2 separate regions of the Arachis hypogaea genome follow, and region 1 is linked to region 2. The links are chromatin contacts, called in public Hi-C maps. All regions are on one chromosome and are shown on one strand. Each heading gives the region's core, a stretch centred on a gene start, on an enhancer-like site or on the middle of the called end of the contact. The rest is flanking DNA. Distances are from core to core; before and after follow the strand shown. Region 1 holds the start of LOC112754711 (folate synthesis bifunctional protein, mitochondrial). Region 2 holds the start of LOC112754708 (protein DETOXIFICATION 21).

What was found. Hi-C and Micro-C count contacts between places; a contact is called where the count stands out from the background.
Region 1: a Hi-C map of leaf shows a contact between it and region 2, with 5 times the contacts expected there. The contact joins the promoter of LOC112754711 here to the promoter of LOC112754708 in region 2. A contact is called at or near these places in 3 of 8 Hi-C or Micro-C datasets (leaf and an unstated tissue).

The regions. Positions count from the first base shown.
Region 1 is chr16:116,423,871-116,431,062 of arahy.Tifrunner.gnm2.J5K5, reverse strand. LOC112754711 (folate synthesis bifunctional protein, mitochondrial) reads left to right here and starts at 3,603. Exons shown (of 4, transcript XM_025802441.3): 1 at 3,603-4,091; 2 at 5,941-6,028; 3 at 6,119-6,238; 4 at 6,604-7,192. The coding sequence starts at 6,172.
Region 2 is chr16:116,068,067-116,075,298 of arahy.Tifrunner.gnm2.J5K5, reverse strand. LOC112754708 (protein DETOXIFICATION 21) reads left to right here and starts at 4,063. Exons shown (of 8, transcript XM_025802434.2): 1 at 4,063-4,804; 2 at 5,554-6,092; 3 at 6,211-6,297; 4 at 6,406-6,462; 5 at 6,554-6,792; 6 at 7,128-7,232. The coding sequence starts at 4,538.

The DNA.
Region 1 (7,192 bases), core at 2,354-4,853, 360 kb before region 2:
ATTTTTATTTTTTTACAAAGATAGGAGATTCGAACCCGCAACCTCTTAATTGAGTATGGAGAGATTATGCCATTTGAGTTATTATTCATTGGCAAAAATTTAGAAAGATATGTGACTTGAATCCGCGACTTCTTAATTGAGTATAGGGAGTCTATGCCATTTGAGCTATAACTCATTGGCAAAAAATTTAAAAAGATAGGAGACTCGAACCACAACCTCTTAATTGAGTACGGACGAAATTATTTTTGTTACACCCTATTATTTGTTAAATTTAAATAATGAAACACCATATTAATCTATTGAATTGAATTCTACTTCTCTTCATTATTTGTCACCGATCTATAGTGCTTGTAACACAATTGCGGTTGCGGGCGAAGGATTGTATATAATTGAGTGAAATTATGATTTTGCCGATATGCTTTTTATCTTTATTTTTATTTTTAAGTTTTTTGGGTATAATCCACAAATATGTTTTTTTAAACGAACAATGCTAGAGAACTAAAAGGGTATTAGGCAAAAACCAGTTAAAATATCTTTGAATGAATCCAAAATCTCTACGAGTTAATATATATGGATGTTTTTTCTGCTAAGTATCAGAATATTTCTTTTTCATACTAAATGGATGTTCTTTTATATATTTTTCGAATTTTTTTATATTGCAAATGTGAATATCTCTATTTCTTTAAGAATTTTATATTTTTTTAAAATTTTATAGATATTTAATTATTTTTGCTAAAATATAACTGGATATTTCTTTTGTTAAGTATTAGGATTTTTTTCATATTAAATGAATGTTTTTTTTTATATTTCTGTAATCGTGTAGTTTGTAGTCTCTTTAATAATCAAAACTATACCTAATATCCCAAAACGTAGAGAACAACATCGTGATGATACTGCTACCGTGCGACTACTGTGAAAGCCATTGACAATCCAAACTTCACATGATCACCTGCATCATAGTACCCTCCAACCAAGTCCACCTTCAAAAGCAAAAATATATATTCTGTGCAGCTCTTTTTTAGTCTCTACTTTTCGAAGCATGTGGGCGAACGGTTAACCCGGTTAACGGTGCCGTTGGATTACTGTGGACTGGAAACTGTCACGTGTGCCAGGCTGCCGTTGAAACGGTGCTCTGAGGAGGCTCCCTCAGGCCTATGCTGGAGCTACTCGGTCTCGACGCGCCTGTTCCTGTCGCTGCTGACGCCGGCTCCGAGGGAGAAGTCACGTGCGCTGACGCGCGGAAGCTCCGAGACCTGAACCCGAGTCCGAACATAAGGTTCACGAGCTCCTGATCTGGTAAAGACAGTTTCGGCTGGAAGTGGAAGCGATCGGAGGAGTGGGTTGCAATGGGGAGGCGGAGAGAACCTGACGGTGAGAGAGAGAGGTCTGTGTGTGTAATTGTCGGAAGTGGGTGGGTTAATGTGAGAGAAAAGAGAAAGATTTTTATAGGTTTTAATTAGGTTTACTGAATCAAATTTAAATTTTTAAAATTTAAAATTTAAAAAATTTAAAATAAATTATTAATATAAATTAATGTGGTTCTGTTTAGTTTTTTGCTAGTAACCTCTTGGTTCCATATACTTTTCCTTTCTAAACTGTATGCCACAGAGATTGAATAAATTGGCTTGCTCACATTAATCTCTACCAAATTGAAGCCAAGCCCATCTGTAGATGCTAGACACCGTCTTCGACCCTATTCCCATCTGCCCCCTTCTTGATGAAATTAGATGTATTCGGTGATCAAAATTTAGTCAAATTGTGTAACGAATGGTTATCAAATTCGCCTAAAATTGTATAGGAACTAGGAAGGTTTCATTTCTTTAGGTTGTTTTTTTTCAAACCCAACAACACACCACAAGAAGAAAAACCGGCCTAAAGAGACCCACCCACCCCCTAATACATCGAAAGCCGCCCCAATTCTCCATAACCCGTCCCAGATCATGGTTTTGAAAATTGGACCGAACCGGACCGGCCGATCGAATAAAAAACCGACGATGAAAATGGTCCGATCCGGATAATTGCTCATTCGAAAACCACTTGAAAACCGCTGAATCGGCCGGTTGGATCGGATTGGTAACCGGCCGGTTCTTGTTAAACGGCGCCGTTTTGATGTTTGTTTTTGAAAAAAAAAAAACCCAATGTTCAGCCCTCACTCCGCTCACCCCCCTTCCCCCAACACCCCCCCCCTCGTGCTGTCGGCGCAGTTCAGAATCACCCAACCAAAACCCTAGGTTCTCCCTGCAACGGTTCTGCCGCAGTGCCGCCGCCTTCCGTGCTGTCGGCGCCTCCGCGTCCTCTCTTGTAGCCCAGGCCCTCTCTTGTAGATCGGCGTCCTCCTTCCCCCTGTCCCTGTCCTCCCTGGCTTCTTTGTTCAAGGCTTGGAGCAGCTCGCCGCCGTGTCGCCGGTCGCCGTTGTCTCGCCGGTCGCCGTCCGTGTCTCCGTCGAAGGTTAGCACTGCTTTCACTTCTTCAGTTCTTCTCTTCCTTTTATGCTCTGTTTGCTGAATTTTGAATGTGAAATTGTGAATGGATTAATGGAAATCAAATAATTGATTTTGTGCTGCTGCTCTTTTTTTAATTCCTGAAATTTTTGTTGAAATTTTCTTGTTGCTGCTAAAAATGGATTAGGGATTACTTGTTGCTGTTTTGTAATTAGGGATTATGCTCTGTTAGCTTTATTGATTTCAGGTTTAGTGTGATTAGGGATTACTTGTTGCTGTTTTGTAATATTTGTTGCTGAATGCTAAAATGGAAATCAAATCAAATACTGTTTGTTGCTGAATGCTGAATGCTGAATGCTGAATGCTGAATGCTGTTGGTAGTATTAATTTTGTGCTGCTATTAATTTTCTGGCTGTGCTGTTGCGGTTTTTAAATTTGTGAATGATTCATTAATTTTAGTTATGGATGATAGTATTAAATTATTAATCAAGAAGCAATTGGTGATAACAATGCATCTGCCAATAATAACTGCCAATCTTCCTATTTCGAATGATGCTGCTAATCCTAATACTCCTAGTTTTTCTGATTAAAATGAATGATGGAATTTTTATTGTTGTTGAATTTTTGTTGTTGAATCTTGTTTCCATTGAAAAAAAGAAATAAGAAACTAAAAGGAGAAGAAAGCTTCCACAAACTATAGAATATTAAGAATTAATTCCCACAAAAAAACATAAGCAAATGTCATGAGTTATGCAAAATATATAGATTGTTAATAACCAGTAGTATAAACAAATTACATGAATTCTAAGTTTTGAAGTTTATTAATGATTATGTTTCACAGCAATAGCATAAGCAAAATGTCTATGCTTCCACAAATTATAAACTGTTAATATCTAGTTTTGTACAAATGTTTTCTCTGCTTTAGATGTTGAGTGTTGCTAATTCCCCAAATGTCAGTGCTCAACCCTGCATATTTGGTCTATGTTCACTTATCTTTTCAATCATTTGGTTGCCAAAGAATCAAGGATACTTATTTGTTTTTTTAGTGAGCTTCCAGTCAATAAAATTGTTGAATGTGACCTCTATGATGTATTGTACATAAGATGCTTTTCCATTAAAACGGTCATATATATTTGGTAACAATTGTAATTGGAAACTTTCAATAGGTACTTTCTCATGTTTTTAGAGTTTTGCATATTTCTAATAAGTTTACTTGCATAAAGCACCTTATAATTTATTTATTATTTTATTTTAAAACGATTTTTCCGGTTGAATCATGATTAGACCGGTTGGACCAATAAACCAGTAATTAGAGCGGTTCAATGACCGGTTCGGTTCTCAGTACCTTGCCCCAGACACATGAATGAATCTAATCTGCAACTCCCCCTTCCTCCTCCATTGCTTCCAGGTGCCAAGCCGCTCTGAAGCTCTGATTCCTTCTCCGTCTTGCTTCCCCAACCGTGGTTTCCTTGACTACCCTACCCCAAACAATTGGGTAGTCATGAAACATTAGAGACTCTATCCGCCTCTGCTTTGAAGATGTCCCTTACTGCTCCAGGGGGAGTCGTTGTCCAGTGACGACTCAGACTCTCTTCTGCCGCCAATCTCGCAACTGTGTTCGCAAGTTCATTTCCCTCTCCTGGTGTCCAGGTAACTCCAAGCTCCTGCTGCTCTTGCAACAAAATTCTGATATCTTTTACCCTTTTAGGATGGCGTCAATTTGCTCTTGGATTTCACTGTGCTTGAACTAAAATTTGGAAGTCTGATTCCCCATTTCCCCCAATTGTAGATTTTTTTTTTGCCAGAAACCCTTATATATCTTGTCTGAGGCTTTTTTGCCCAATTTCTTTCTAATCAATGAAGAATTAGCACCTTTGGAAAAAAAAACATCTTTTTATTTATTAAACTAAGAACACCCAATTGAAGGGAGTTAGCATATTCACTTCAAAGTCACTTCAACATGAAAGCCTCTGCTCAGATGAGTATACTGAAGTGTCTTAATGTTAATGTTTAAGATTAAAGTTGTCAACCAAGTTGCTCTTTTTAATGGAATGCTCAGTTTTTTAAATCTTCACTGAAGCTTTGTGACTGAATTTTCTATGACCATCGTCAAAATACTAAAAAGCAAATCAGATCCATGTTTGTTGGCAAAGGATCTTTGTAACAAAAAAAGGTTTCATTGGACTAGTGTGGATGGATTTTTTCCCTCTTTTTTCCTTTTCTATGTTGGTTAAAGAAAATTGGATCCTTAAGAAACCGTGTGTTTTTTTTTTTTTGTCACATTGCTTTGCATTGTATCAAAAACTGGATATTTAAATTTCCTTAGATCTAACGTTCTAATCAACCACAAAGTTATTAATCAGTTAATCTTAGCTCGTCATTTGTTTGTAGATATTTTAGCTAGAGCTGTTCATTATAATCCAAAAATTGATCAAACCGGTTAAAAAATCTTATCTGATTTAAAATAACAGATTTTTTTAAATGCAATTTCTTTTAACGTCGTTAACCAGGACCAAACCTAGTTCCTAATTTCTCTCAAATTGGAACTCCCAGTTCTCCAAACTGGCGCATAACACATTGGTGTTCAACTCTCTCTGACTCTCTTACGCCTCTAGGGGAAGGACATCGGCAACCTCGCAGCACCACCAATCACTTCTGTGTATGTGTTCCGATGAGGTTGCTTCCTTCGCCGTAGTAGGTGTCTTCTCTGCTAGCGCAACTCTTTAACCTTCACCACCACCGTTCACAACTTCATCTTTCTTCTGGGTACGGTGTTTTTTGCTCCTTCATACACAATCTGTTGCCTTGGAGTTTGGGTTCTTGGGGTTTTGTAATTACCTTTGTCATTTTCTTTTTCTTTTGTTTAAATCATTTAGTTAGAGTAAAATTCTTAAATTAGCATCTTGTGTTAAAATTAATTTTGATCTACCAGTTATGCATAGCCCTCTTCTCTACTCTGTTCTACATTGCTTCTCACTTAGGTACCTACATAACTGTCATTGGTCTTCTTTGCAATAGGTACTAACCTTTGACTTTATTCTGCTCATTAACATATCTGGAATTTTCTTTGCATACATTTTCACAGAGGTTTAATCTATAATTCTATATAATGAAATTATAACAACATGGAATCAGAATCACTCTTGGATAAATAGTGACAGGAGGCATTTTGGATATCATTTGGAACTTGCAACTGATTTGTGTAGCATACACACTTCACATGCAGAATAAAATTAGTATCTATTTAAACTTGAAGTCTTGATGGTGGCTACTTATATGATTAAGGATTATAGGAACAAAGTTGAATCTGAGTTGACTAATATCTGCACTGATATCATGGCTCTTATTGATGAAAACCTTATTCCATCTTGTTCTGGTGGTGTACCTAGTGTCATCTTCTATAAAATGTGAGGGGATTTTGTTCTCTCTTTTCATTCTCTCTGACGTCTTTCTGTTTGAGGAATTTGGAATTTGATTGTTTTTGTTTTGTCATTTGCAGGAAGGGGAACTATTATCGGTATCTGGCCAAAATCAAGTATGTTGATAAGAGAAAGGAGGCTGCTGATCAGTCCTTGAAAGCATATCAGGTTTTCTTCTATTTATCTATGTGCTTTGAGGGTTCTTGATATTGGTTCCTTGCCATGCCTTCTTGTAGTGTAATTCATTCATTAAACCAGAGAGGTAGCATATTTCACTTCAAAGTTACTCCAAGACGGAAGCCTCTGCTCAGATGGGTATATTGAAGTGTCTGGGGCTGCCCAGGCATCAGGTTTTCACGGCCAGAAAGTATCTTAATGGTAATGTTTAGAATTAAATTTCTCAACCAAGCTGCCTTTTTGTAAAGCTTCATCAAATCTTTTTTTGTGATTGAATTTTCTATGACCATATATCGAAAATCAAATCAGATCCATGTGTGTTGTGAATTAAATCTTGTAACTGTAAAAGGTCTTATTCCTGTATTAGTCATTGGACTGGCTTTTCATTAGTTGAAGTTTTAAAAGCCAAATATTCTTAATCATAAGACTTCGGAATCAAGTTGTAGAGCATGAATGAATTATTCCCCCCTTTCCCCCTTTATTTGTATGCTTTATTCAATTGGACTGTTTCTAAACTGTATATTTATTTTGTGGTCCTCATTGATCTGTTTTAATTTTGAATGCAGTATCGAGCTTCTCCTGTCTTCACACAGCACAAAATTCCTCAGTGGAAGCTCACTCACAAGATGAGGATGTGGTGATTGCTTTGGGAAGTAATGTAGGTAATAGGGTTCATAACTTCAAGGAAGCCTTGAAAATGATGAAGAAGTCAGGCATACAGGTCACAAGGCATGCTTGTTTGTATGAGACAGCACCGGCATACATTACTGATCAACCTTGCTTTATCAACTCTGCAGTTAGAGCTGTTACTAAACTAGGTCCACATGAATTATTGGCTGCTCTCAAAAGAATTGAGAAGGACCTCGGGCGAACCGATGGAATAAGGTATGGTCCAAGGCCAATCGACTTAGACATTTTATTCTACGGTAAATATAAAGTCAGATCTGATATTCTCAATATACCTCATGAAAGAATTTGGGAGCGGCCTTTTGTTATCGCCCCTTTGATGGATTTACTGGGATCAGCTAGTGACAATGATACAGTTGCTAGTTGGCATGCATTTTCGAGCCATTCCGGTGGACTATATGAATTATGGGAAAAATTAGGTGGGGAATCGCTTATTGGACAGGAGGGTATATGTAGGGTAATGCCTGT
Region 2 (7,232 bases), core at 2,814-5,313:
ATAAATAACTTAAATTTGATTAGTATTTTAAATTTTATAAATACAAATAAATAATCCAACTAAAAATTATTTTATAATATATAAAAATTAAATTTATTTTTTATGTAAAATAAATTTAATTAATTATGATTTAATATAACAGTATAAATAATATTTGATATTGATTTAACATAATTATTTATATTAATTATAATTTAATATAACTAATTATTAAATAATTAATATAAATAATTAATTAAATAAATATATAAGTATTTAATATATATATATTTAATATATTTTTTATTTTTTTATTACTTACCACATGGCATGATTTTATTGGTTGTTGCAAGTCCCTATTTAGAAGAACTTTCAACTTTGATCCTCGTGAAGAGTCCTCTTTCCCTTTTCACTCCAATGGTAATTGAGTTCCCATATGTTAGAAGAGGAACTCTATTTCTTAGCATTGGAGTTGCTCTTAGGCGATCCTCTTCGTTACCAACGCCAATATCCATCATCTCATCTGTAAGACTTTTGAGGGTCTTACTCTGGAATCTTCTAAAAATTACTTTGTCATCCTCAGAAAGTTTCTTATAATTGACTTTCTAAGGAAATAGATCTCCTACAAAAAGGAAAACAACAAAGTATCAAAATCGGTTCAAATACATCCAAGCATCAACTTAAAGACACCCAAGCATCAGTTAATATACACCTATAATTTTTAGCGAGTTACCTGTTGCGTTGATGCCAAGCGCATGACCTATTTTTCTTGGGGTTATTTTAAAAGAACCGTATCCGGTTTTCAGTCTGTTCTCCCCCAATTTGAAGTTGTTAGCCAGCTCCCTTAACACTTGGTGATGCACCCTTAGTGGTGGGATGTGCATCAAGCCACCGAATCCCAAATCCCTCACAATCGTTTTCTTCTCCTCACTCATGTTTCTAAATTTATCACTTAGGAGATGTGTTGCACACTTGAGGTCTTTGGTTTGCTGTAAACAAAAATAAAATTATAGTCAGATATATTTCTATTATATAAAAATGATTTCAAGTAAGACATATATTTATTCTTACATTTCTTTCAGGTTGGTTTCTTGCTGCCATTTTCTCTGAAATGAAAAATACACCCAAAGATATCAGTAAGATACACCCATATATATGAGTCAGATACACCCATAGATATCAGTAAGATACACCCATAGATATGATTCAGATACACCCATAGATATCAGTAAGATACACCCATATATATCAGTCAGATACACCCATATATATCAGTCAGATATCACTCAAACATGTATCAATATACAAGGTCAAGCAATATACACCCATAGACAAGCAAATATAAGAACAGTTGCAACTGCTGACTATTATAGTATATCAGTTCAGAAAAATACACCCAACAATTTGTGCCATATACACCCAACAAATTACTCCATATACACCCACCAAACTACGAAATATACTCCAAAAATCAGTTACCAGAAGAACTAGAACAACAAGAACAGTAACACCTAGAAGAACGAAGAAGAACAGTGTAACATAGAATCAAGAATAACAGTAAAACCTAGAACAAGTAGAACATTATAAACTGTAAAATGAGACGTAGAGTAAGAAGAACAGTAGAACATACAACAACGTAGAATAACAGTAAAACCTAGTTCGAAATATGGAAAAATATACAGCAATGGTAATGTAACGTACCTTGAGTATTATAGCTTTGTTTTCTCTGGAAATTCTTGATCGAGAGTTCTATGGTGTGTTGATGGAGTTTTCGAATGTTAGCGACGAGTTGTATATCTTGAGTTTCGAACGTTGCTCGAAAATGGAAGGGTTGCTTTTTCTCTGAATGGCTTTGAGAAGTGGAAGAAGTGGAAGAGTTTGCCATTAAGGGGGCGGTTTACGCGAAGCGTAACCGTTTGAGTGGAGCGCGTGTAAATGACGCTTCATTCAATGCTCATCACTGCACGTATATTTTTTATGGGTTGGGCCAACTTGTAAAACTTGTATACCGTTTTTGCTTGTATGTGTAGCAGGCCCGTAGAACTTTTATCTATTCCACTCATATGCAGTTTGAAGTAGATCCTCCTGAATTAGGATCTATATATTCCATTTTGGCAAATAATTTCATAGTGCTCAAATCTAGAAATTTTGTTTGACAGTGATGAAATAAAATTCGCATGTCATCATCGCTTTAAATTTTATATTTTCCAAAATTTATTCACCGTTTACTAAGTGAAATTGTAATCCTAAATAGTATTTGTTTCAAATGCTTTTTCCCAACATTTTTTTCAATTTTTGTACTATGCTATTTTAGAGATTCACAAAACTCATTGACGAATTAACAAACACACCAATCTATTTCTTATTAAAGAAATTAACATTCTGGCTCGTGTCTTCATCAATTTTTTCATGGTGATAGATTAATGTATATAGACTCTTAGACATGTTTTCTCTCTATTACTAAATGTTTTAAGCAGATTTATTGCTTTGTGTTGTATTTCAAATTTATAAATTTATTTCGAGCGTAAATTTTTATTAGGTGTTAAGAGTTGATTCTTTCTTTATTAATCGTGTTAGGCTATTGTTACTTATGTTGATATGTAATAGTAGGATCCTATCACAATTTATATACTATAATTTTTTATTGTATACTCATTAATCGTTACAACCTAATGTGATTGAAGTTTTAAACATAAATCGTCCTAGAATATGATGATTTATGTGCATTTTTAACACACTATTTTAGACTATGATTTTAATTTTCTTTTAAGGTCTACTAACTCAATCTATCACGAAGGATCCACTAAAAGAGGATCATCTAAATTCGAAAAAGGTAAGATTTGAATCGATATCTATCCTAATCTCATAACTAATAACTCCTTAAGTATTGAGACGAGGTGAATCTCACCAATCCCTCACATCAAGAGATTCTTAACAGATTTTCAAAATCATTATAAATAGAAAGTCTAAGATTCTCCCAAAATATGAACATAACTCTAATTACCTTCACTTTTTTTAATATATTTTGACTTAATCGTGGAAGTATTAATGCAGGTACCTCCACTTTTCTCCATTCATCATTCGATATTAGAGTTGCCAGTCCCAATCTCTTTCATCTAGTTTTCGGTAAACTTACGAAAACACACATTAGCCCAATATGATTTACGTGCAATGTCATTGCAATTTTAACTCATGTGGAACTAGTTATGTTCTAATTAAAGTTGAGTATCCTAGCATAATTTATTTAAATATACGAAGATGGCTTTTGTGTATTTGATTTTCTTTAAGAGGATTATGTTAAATTGGTTCTTCTTTAATTTATTTATGTAAAAAAATCTCAAAAAAATATTCAAAATATTTGACAAAATTATCTAACATATTACTTATGAATAGTTTTGTCAAACTAATCAATTTTTTTATATCGTATCAGTTTAAATTTTTTTAATAGTTAAAATTATCAATAAAAAATTAATTTGGATTAATCAAATAATCATCTCACTTATTTGTTTATGTACGTATTGAAAATTTAAATTTGACATTGTATTTATTACAATAAAGTGAAAAAATTTTCTATAATTAAATCAGCCATACTAAAATATTAAATATATATTAAAAATAAATTAAATAATATATATATATATATATATATATATATATATATATATAACTAATTTATTAACTATTTTTGGTATGTAGATAATATTGTTCATCAAAAATAATAATTTACTCAAAGTTCCAAAATTAAAATCCAAATACTTTTTCTTAAGCATCTAAGAGCATTTCTAATGAAATATTTTTATAGTATTATTTTTAATATTTTTAAAAAATAAATTGAATTATAATTAAAATTTATATTAAAATTGATTTATGAAATAAAATTGATATCACTTTAAAAATATGATATTATTTTAATAGACAATTAATAAAATTTTATTATTTATATAATTATGTTAATAAAATAATTTAAAATAATATAAAATTTTAATTGAATTAATATTAAATATTAGAAAAATAAATTTTATTTTTAATTGTAGATTATTATTTATGACATATACTTATATAATTTCATAAATATTTTTATAAGAGACTTAAAATAAAATTAGAATTAGTATGGGGATGCTCTAAATGTACCATAGAGTTGGTATCAATGCATTCATGGATACCGATAAAACAAAGAGATTGAAATAAAGAAGAAGAGGTAGTTGGGAGATCCACGTAAGGGGCAAAGAAGCCATTCCATCCAGCTACTACTCCAACACGTTTTATTAATTCAATATAAGTAACCAATTAAAATTTCATTTCCCATCACAGAGACTGAGAGAGAGTCCTGCAACTACACTGCTCTCTGCCATCTCCTGATTCCTTTCTCCTTGGTTGCCAAACCCGAACTCGCTTCCTTCCTCGCTCGCAGCTACAGGGAAAACAAATCCTTCTAGAAACAAAACAATAAGAAACGCTTCACCTTCTTGGAGCGTGGGCCAACGCCTCTACTCTTGTTTTCTGCATGTCCATCCATTGGCCACTCCAAGCAGCATCATAGTAGTTGTAGAGTCTGAAGATGAAAATGGAGGGTGATCTGAAGCAGAAGCTGCTGGTGCCTTCTTCAGGAGGAGTAGAAGAGGAAGAGGGCTTGTCACTGGTTAGGAGGGTGTGGGAAGAGAGCAAGAAGATGTGGATAGTGGCGGCGCCAGCCATATTCACAAGAGCTTCCACGTTTGGAATCCAAGTTATAAGCCAAGCGTTTGTTGGACATCTTGGTTCTAAGGAACTCGCTGCTTTCGCTCTTGTTTACACCGTTCTTATCAGGTTCGCTAACGGGATTCTGGTATGTTCTTTTTCAGTTTTCACCTAATTTACCTTTTGCAGTTAGTTTTTTAATTTTTTTTTCCGTGATGGTTTAATGGTTTATACTCGGAAATCGGAGTATTCTGGTTGAGCAAAAATTATTGCCGAACCATGTGATGGATTCTGAGCTCCAGGATGTAAAAATTTTCGGGGAGAATTAAAAAAAGACAGGAGAGGTTAATTTTGTGTGTGTGTGTGTTTTTTTTTTTTTTCTACATAATATTCTGTCAAATTTTCTGGCTTGCTAAAATTTTCTTTATTTTTAATTAAATAAATTTGACAAAAAGAGCTTCTTCCCTCTTTTTTTCTTTAATTTTTATTTTGGGGACGGAACAATATTTGTGTTAAAAGGAATCTGGAGGATTCTCCTGTGCTTCATCAATTAAAATTTAATTTTTTTATTCTGTAATATTTTTGGGCGTGCTTCAACTTCTGCTATCAATCAATAGTGATTCCTGTTATTTTCTGAAATGAAAAAAGAAAAAAAAGATTTCAAGCTTTTGAACTTCTGGTATCAGAACAATCAAAGTGGTGTTACTTCAAGGGTTTTGTCCGTGCTTTCTTGTTTGTATTTTGTATTTCAATTTAACCGATGCTATGAATTTATTTTGTTAAATTGTCTTGACATGTTTGTACTGCAAATACAATTGCAATCATAATATGGTCCCTATTCACACTACTAAGTTCTTCCTCCGATTTTATTTATGTTTTTATTGACCATTATTGCAGTTAGGAATGGCGAGTGCTTTGTCAACACTGTGTGGTCAAGCATACGGTGCAAAGGAATATGGCATGATGGGAGTTTACCTTCAAAGATCATGGATTGTTTTGTTCCTAACTTCACTGATTCTTCTTCCGGTGTTCATCTTCACCACCCCAATTTTAAGCCTCTTGGGCCAAGATGAAACAATAGCACAAGTGTCAGGAACCATTTCACTTTGGTCAATTCCTATCATGTTTGCCTTTATCGTATCCTTCACTACCCAGACATTCCTGCAGTCGCAAAGCAAGAACGTGATTATCGCCTTCTTGGCAGCTTTCTCCATAGTCCTTCACATCTTCCTTTCTTGGCTTACCACTATGAAGTACAAATTGGGTCTTCCTGGTGCAATGACCTCCACTAGTTTGGCGTATTGGATTCCCAACTTTGGTCAACTCATATTCATTTTCGGTTGGTGCAAGCAAACATGGCATGGGTTCTCATTCTTGGCATTCAAAGACCTTTGGCCTGTTGTTAAGCTTTCGCTTTCATCCGGTGCCATGTTGTGGTGAGCTTTCTTTCAATTCTTTGTGAATGACACCTTGAATGGAGTAGACAATAGAAGTTTGAGTATCTTAATTTCTTTTATGTCTTCCTAACTCGATCCAATTGGATGTATTTTACAGTCTTGAGCTATGGTACAACACAATATTGGTTCTTTTGACAGGTAACCTGAGAAATGCAGAGGTGGAAATCGATGCTCTGTCTATATGGTAATTCCTTAAACATTAATTCATTAGAATTCATATGTTGTGTTGTTAGCTGTATTGATTTGGTGTGTAAATTGTAGTGGGCTTTTGACAAATCTTGTTTCTTTACAGTCTTAACATCAATGGATGGGAAATGATGATATCACTTGGGTTCATGGCTGCTGCTAGGTACTAACGTTATATTGACCTACCAATCTTATTTTCCCATGTTTAGTAAAGTTTAGAATGGAAAATTAACTCCAGCTTACATAATTTGCAGCGTACGAGTGGCGAATGAGCTTGGAAGAGGAAGTGCCAAGGCTGCCAAGTTCTCGATCCTAGTGACTGTGCTAACATCATTGGCCATTGGGTTCTTTCTGTTTGTATTCTTCTTGTTGTTTAGGGAACGACTTGCTTACATATTTACCACAGATGAGCATGTTGCCCGGGCAGTCGGTAATTTGTCACCATTGTTATCAGTCTCTATATTACTAAACAGCGTTCAGCCCGTACTCTCAGGTATTCTTCACAAGCTTCATTGTTCTTACAATCTTACATTACAAAAGCAAATTACTTTGCCAGTTTTGTTACTATGGGATTGTGTCGAGATACAATAATCCAAAGATATACTAGAAGGTAGAATTTAGATCGATATTGGTAAAGTGATAAAGTAAAGGGTAAATCACCATTGAATTTGTAATTTTCATCATATATGGATCCCATTATCTTAATTTAAGAGGGATTAACTACTCATTTTATCACTTTACTCTCTCACTTTAGAGAAGCTTATTCAAAAAGTAACAGTGAAAGATAAAAAGGTAAATGGGGAATAATCGTTTGTTTGGTTTCTATAGGTGTTGCGATTGGAGCCGGTTGGCAAAGCATTGTTGCTTATGTTAACATAGGTTGCTATTACCTCATTGGAATTCCTGTCGGTATTGTGCTTGGTCATGTTCTTG